Regions from separate parts of the Rattus norvegicus genome. Here region 1 is linked to region 2. Evidence: chromatin contacts called from public Hi-C data. All regions are on one chromosome and are shown on one strand. Each heading gives the region's core, a stretch centred on a gene start, on an enhancer-like site or on the middle of the called end of the contact. The rest is flanking DNA. Distances are from core to core; before and after follow the strand shown. Region 1 has its middle 57 kb from the start of Gk. Region 2 holds the start of Gk (glycerol kinase).

The links. A called contact is a pair of places that touch in the nucleus more often than the background predicts.
Region 1: a contact with region 2 is called in a Hi-C map of liver, with 3 times the contacts expected there. The contact joins the enhancer-like site here to the promoter of Gk in region 2. A contact is called at or near these places in 3 of 12 Hi-C or Micro-C datasets (hepatocytes, kidney and liver).

Annotation. Positions count from the first base shown.
Region 1 is chrX:54,245,042-54,248,693 of GRCr8, forward strand. No RefSeq gene overlaps it. Among named protein-coding and RNA genes, the nearest start is that of Gk, 57 kb to the left of the region's middle. Within about 2 kb of position 1,785, at least 2 of the 93 cell types and tissues checked have an H3K27ac peak or open chromatin away from gene starts, as enhancers often do. A contact at or near this core is called in kidney and liver, where this site is marked.
Region 2 is chrX:54,188,317-54,191,762 of GRCr8, forward strand. It overlaps Gk (glycerol kinase), which reads right to left and starts at 1,415. Exons shown (of 19, transcript NM_024381.2): 1 at 1,242-1,415. The coding sequence starts at 1,319.

The sequences.
Region 1 (3,652 bases), core at 535-3,034, 57 kb after region 2:
AGACCCCATATGTACAACAATGTCAAGCAACCAGAGCTTCCAGGGACTAAGCCACTACCTAAAGACTATACATGGACTGACCCTGGACTCTGACCCCATAGGTAGCAATGAATATCCTAGTAAGAGCACCAGTGGAAGGGGAAGCCCTGGGTCCTGCTAAGACTGAACCCCCAGTGAATGTGATTCTTGTGGGGAGGGGGATAATGGGGGAGGATTGGGAGGGGAACACCCATATAGAAGGTGAGGGTGAGGGGGATGTTGGCCTGGAAACCAGGAAAGGGAATAACAGTTGAAATGTAAATAAGAAATACCCAATTTAATAAAGATGGAGAAAGCAACAACAACAACAATAAAAAACCAAAATCAGGGTCAGGAAGTCAGAGTCAGTGAGTGCAAAGTAACAATAGGAGGAAGAGGGTATAAAAAGTAAACCATAGAGGTTCACTCTGATCATCCTGGAACCAGCTCCTAATGTGAGTTAGCTGCTGTCAGAGGAAAGGAGTTGGTTCTCTTACAGTCTTAGGAGAAGTAGGGAGCAGATAATTCCCAGCACCTAGGGGAAGAAGTTAATATTAGCCCAGCAGGACTGTGAGCTCTTTATATGTCCTCACCTTTGATTTCAAAGTCAGTTCCAATTTGTCTTTCTCTCCCTGTAACTTCCCTGGGTATACTCTAATCACTCCCAAATGAGAGTGTTCTTCATGTTCCCTTCATCCAAGATGCTGTGTTTTCTAGTTTTTGTCAATCAAATTGTTCTTATCCTTCTAGGCCGATCAGCAGTTCTTCCTCCATTCCCTTTTTGAGACTGTTTGTTTGCTTGTGTGTGACAGACTCAGGTATCAAGGTCTGGCCTAAACAAAGTAGCTGCTGACCTTGAATTGCCATGTCCCTGATTGCAGCTCGCATGTCCTCAGATTTCAGGCATATGTCACCATCCTCAGCAATACATGGTTGTGATGACTTCCTGAGGCTCACCAGGTGGTTACTATGTAGCTGAGGCTGCACTTAATCTTGTAATCCTCTTTCCTCTGCCCCTGACTATTGAAATTATAGGTACAGACCATGGTGTTAGTTCAGAAGGAAATTTGCAGTGATATTCTTACCATTACATCTTAAATGTTGGGATTACAGGAAAGTAGCAACCACACCCAGATTCTATAATAATAATAATAATAATAATAATAATAATAATAATAATAAGCCATTAATATTATTATTTTACCAATGCTTGTTTTATTCATCTTTTCCCCACTTTCCCTTTTTAGTTATCTTTTGTGTGCCCTGTGTGTTATCTAGACTCATAAGATGAATTTTTTTACAGCCTGTGCTCTGGAAAGACTCCAGGCGAAGCCCTTGGTCCTGCCAAGGCTGGACCCCCCAGTGTAGGGGAAATGTCAGGGTGCAGAGGTGGTAAGGAGGGGGGTTGCAGAGGGGGAACACCCTCATAGAAGAACGGGAGGGGTGGGATAGGGGGGCTTGTGTACAGGAAACCAGGAAAGGGAGTAACACTTGAAAGGTACATAAAAAAGTCCAATAAAAATACAAATAAAAATAAATAAAAAATGAAAGACTCCAGGTGCTTCAGGAGGATTTGTATTAGGTAAATAAGAATTGCAAGATTTAGTAAAACCTGGACAGAAGTAAGCATGAAGGTCTCATGAAGGGACTATGAACTAATTTATAAAACAGACTCCTGTAGCCCAAACTAATGAATAACTCACTATATTGCTGAGGGTGACCTTGATTTCACCTTCCAAGTTCTCAGATTACAAGTCTGAGTCGCCAAGCCCAGCCTCTGAACAGGCTTATCCAAGAGAGTAAAGGGCAGAAGTCATTTTAGCAGAGCCAGTAGTAGATCATTCAAATGTCCCGGGATTTTTTTTAAAGTGCCAAAAGACCCAACACATCAAATATTCATGTTTAGAACTTGAAAAATTGATAAACTAAATATGTATGTTACACGAATGCTTTTTCTATTTGTTGTGTTTTTGACAAACTTTTCATGAGCTGCTATTAACCTCAATTTATAAATAAGATAACCAAGCCTCAGGGTTTAAATGACTATTCTGGAGAAAGTCAAATTTAGAGCAGCAGAACAAAGATGCCAAAATGGGTTTTCTGATGCCAAATAAGTGCTCTTTCCTCTACATTCTGTCTCTCAACTCTGGTTTTCTCTGATAGTACAGAACTGAGCAAAAGGTCAAACAGAGGTTCCAAAAGAGAAAAGTTAGGAACTGCAGGGAGGTGTGTGTTTTTGTCTGTGTGTGTGTTTTTTTGTGTATGTGTATGGGCGTGTGTGTGTGTGTGTGTGTGTGTGTGTGTGTGTGTGTGTGTGTGTGTGTGTGTGTGTGTGTGGTGTAAGACCTTTACAGTTTCTGCTTTAAAGAACATTCTGGTTAAAAGAACTATACAAAAATCCCATGTTCAGTAGGTTTCTTCATTCCTTTCCATGACCTTTACTCTGTTTTACATGGTTGGCACTAACATTCACATAGGTAATAAAAACGGAGGCAGGAAACAGGATGACTTCTAACCTATTTAAATAACGAATATGGAGGAGGTGGTGGGAGCCAACAAAGATGTCATAACATGGAAAGCAAGCATAAAGAACTATCTTAGAGAAGTTGTGCAAGTCAGTTGACTGAAAACTCCTTTTTTATTTCTGTTTGTTTTGGACAGATATATTCACTATGTAACCCAAAGTGGTCCCAAATGAATGATCCACCTGCCTGAGCCTCTGAGTGCTGAAATTAAAAATGTGTACCACCAAACTGGCCTATTTGAATGAAATTATATTTATGTACCGATATCTCTCCAATAGTATGCCTTTGAAACAACAACCACCAAACAATAGGAGAGTACCATATTCTAATACAAAACAGGTTGTTCCTTGGCTACAAGGCAAGGGTCTGTTAAAAACTGTAATGTGAAGTATATGAAAGGGTAATAGAAATAAATATGATCGAAATACATTATATTAAATTTATTGTTATTATTGTTGAGAAATGGTCTCACTACATAGACCTAGCTTTTCTGGAACTTTCTGTGTAGGCCAGGCCTAACTATGACTCTGTTGTGATGGGATTAAAGGCCCAAATCAGGCCATATGTATTTTTAAAGAAATGTAACAATAAGATTGTTTATCTTCAAAAAATTGGGTTTCTATAGAGAATGGCACCTTTAGTAAGAAGTAGAAACTGCAATATACATCTCTTGGGCATATACCCGAAAGATGCCCCAACATATAACAAAGACACATGCTCCACTATGTTCATTGCAGCCTTATTTATAATAGCCAGAAGCTGGAAAGAACCCAGATGCCCTTCAACAGTGGAATGGATACAGAAAATGTGGTACATCTACACAATGGAATATTACTCAGCTATCAAAAACAATGACTTTATGAAATTCATAGACAAATGGAGGGAACTGGAAAATATCATCCTGAGTGAGGTAACCCAATCACAGAAAAACACACATGGTATGCAGTCATTGATAAGTGGCTATAAGCCTAGATGCTTGAATTGCCCTAGATGCACAGAACGCATGAAACTCAAGAAGGATGATCAAAATGCAAATGCTTTACTCCTTCTTTCAAAGGGGAACAAGAATACCCTTGGCAGGGAATAGGGAGGCAAAGATTAAAACAGAG
Region 2 (3,446 bases), core at 165-2,664:
TCATACACACAGGTATATGGGCTCACACTCACCATATAATACAGAAGAGTTGGGGATGTAGCTTAGTGACAGACTGCCTGCCTGCCTACCATGCTATAGGCAAGGGCATCAACCCCTAAGGGTACAAAGTAAATAAGTAATTGAATAAAAGTTGTGTTTGATAAAGAAATAAAAGAGGGGGGTAATTAATCACTAAATATTTACATCAACTCCAGGTTAGTCAAATGTCCACTGAAGCATGGGCTTTTAGCAGCTCTCTATTCACATAAATTACTTTGAAATTATCTCACTGAACTGAATGCTAGATCACTTCAAGAGCAAGTTTCCTAGCTGTGAGCAAGCAGTGGCTCATGCCTGTTATTCCAGCATTTGCCTGGCTGAGGCAGGAGGATCACGAGTTCCAGGCTTCTCTGGTGTGAACAGGCAGACCCCCCCATCTCAAAAGCAAAACAAAAAAGGAAAAGAAAAGAAGTGCTAAACTTCTTCACTGCAAAACGAACCAGCAAAGAGATATTTAAACAGCACCTCTTTATGGTAATTCTCGTCATGCATACTAAGTAGAATGGCCCTGTCACATTAAACAGTTGAGCAGAGTGGACAATATCTGATGAGAATGGTCAAAGTATCAGAATTGAAATTATTAAGCTCTTGAAATGAAATAAAGATAACAGAACATTGTAATGTGTCTGTTTCCCAATATGTTCCTCCACCCCCTCAGTAGCCTATCCTCTGCAATTTCTGTGGTAGAGGATGACAATGCATCAGCATGCTAATACTTTATTCGTTCTACCGCTTGAAAGGACACTATGTTGGGTTACCACAGCCGTGACACAGCTTTCCCTCCATCCAAGGACGTCCTGTGCCTAGCAGGCCAAACGCTCCTAGGGAGGACCACAGCGGTGTCAATGTGACCACCTGTCCCCTACTGCACCGGGGTTGCCCTGTGTGGATGCTCCAAGAGTAAAGAATCTCCCTATTGATATATGACCTGGCTCCACCACCAAGGCTGAGACTGCTCAACTCTACTGCGGGGGTGTGGGGGTCCTAGGAGGCTAAGATCTTCCCAGGCCAGGACAGAGCAATCCCAGAATGGTAGGTCCCCTCTTTGGCCTCCCTTACTTGCCCCAGCAGCTAGGGCCCAGGAGAACAAGAGGCGCGGACTGAGGACGCAACACCCCGCCTTTCCGTCCTCCAGTTAGTGTCCCAGTTCAGGGGCTGAGAAGATGTCACCCCGGACTCACCAAAAAACGTGTCGAGCTGGTACCCTGGTCCACTGCTCCCACCAATGGCCCCAGAACTGCTTTCTTCGCGGCTGCCATGGAAATCAGTCAGCTTCAGAGCCGAGAGCTTAACAGGGCTGGTCTCCGGGGTGACTGTGGAGGGCTGCGGAGGGCGGAGCAGGGAGAGCGGAGGGCAAGCAGCGCGCTTCTGCTGAAGGCTCACTGGGCTCCTAGGCAGCCCCTTTACTCGCGCCGGGCCGCGTCGCCCCGCCCCTCCGACTCAGGCCCCGCCCCTCCCTACATTCCCGGAGGCCTCGGGAGGCGTGGCAAAGGGGGGGGCGCTGTCTTCCGGGCCGGCCAATGAGCGACTACAGAAAGAGGCCCAGCAGCAGGCCAATCTGAGGGTTGTGAGACGTCACGGGGGCGGGGTCAGCGCCGGGCGGGGACGGTGGTCCGCGCGGTGGGTCACGTGGTTGGCGACGGGAGGAGCATCTGCCTTTAGCCAAGCTAAGGCTTAACGGAGGGCGGGGCCACACAGAACACTCCCCGCACCCGGCCCTGAGGCTTGAACAGAACCCTGAGACTTAAGCCCGCAGGAGCAACCTGGAGTGCCGAGCGGCCTCTTCCCTCTCTGGTAGGCTGTACAGAGCGCGACCTGAGTCGCCATTGGACGACACGGTTCTTTCGTCCCCGCGCTTCCCACGTCCCCCCGTGCTGAGCCCCTGCTAGTAACAATAAGCTCTTTTACCGGCATCATATCAGGGCGCGACCAGCTGCAGGAGCCAAGCGAACCCCTCACTTTTGTAGACCTGGGAAAAGGAATGCGGAAGTTATTTGGGCTTATAACCTAAGAAAAACGTATCAAACCATTATCTCCAGTATCTCAAGTTTGACCAACCATGAAGGAAACACTCAGCACCTCCCAGTCCTGAAGTGCTCTGGCCTTTTTTGCTTGGCTTCACTGAGTATACCCTCCCCTATGCACCATTTCCGCTCTCTTAAGCACTGTGAACTAGGTTGGGAGCAAATTGGGAATCTCACTTGACCTTGAATTTACCTTACCTAGATCCTTTGGAGGCATGTGTTCTAAAGGCTTTCAAACTTTGGACTGGACCTGGAGTGAGAAATAGTTTGCAAAACAACGTGGAGCTGGAGTTTGTGGGCTGCTCGTTGCACTTGCACTTTTTGTGTATAATTATATACTGTATACTCGTGTATATTTTAAAATATTTTCTGAAAGCACTTTTATCTATGCTATGCGTTCTATGTATTTCGTTGTATGGCATATCAGTTTTTAATATCTTGATTGGAAAAAAATCACTAAATTGAGCTAGGTGATTTAGTGCAAGTCTATAACCCACTATGGAAGAGGATCAGAAAGATGTTCAAGGCCATCCTTGGCTACCTTACAACCAAAAAAAGGGGAGGTGAGGAGGGAAGGAAGGAAACAAGCAAATATTGATTTTGTAAGCTACCATGCTGCCTGTCATCTTCAGACTTGATACTATTCCCAATGTCTCTCCATCCATTTCCCAAACCTCACACTATTTTGAGCACCTTACAATTTTTATTAGTTTACTCTATACCACCTCATTCATGCATATTTGTTTATATGTTTATATAGTTTTGCCTCACTTTCTCTTAAAGCACAATTTCCTGTCCTGGTGTTCCAGATGGGGACTGCTTATAGAGATGCTACACTTGCTGAGAACTGATAGCTTTCAGATAAGTCAGTACTTTTTGATTTCCTGGAATAAAATAAGAAGCAGACAGGCAGAATAGACAAATATTAAGACACTAGGCTAACTTCTCCATCAAATTTTTGATAGGCATTAATTGAATACATTATATGGGTAAGGATTCTCTTAGTTCTAGAAGTCAGTAAGAACAAAACCTTACTATGTTGAACCATTAAAAAAAAATCCTGACCACATCTGAACTTTAGCATAGTTGTGGCTCAGATTCCAACAGGACAGCAAATTATTTGTTTAGCAGCACAGTAGGGATCAGAATTCAGTCACTTCAGATGAAATGAAAGTACAACCACACGAAAGAACCTTAATTTAGGTGGTTCTTAGAATAGTGTATATCTCACAACTTTACTGCTGTCACCAAAACAAATGTGAAAAGTCACAATACTATTTTAATGTTCCCAAACCACTCAAATGTCCTCTTAAAAAACAAAACAAAAAAACAACAAACGTTTCCTAAATGGAAAAGTCTAGC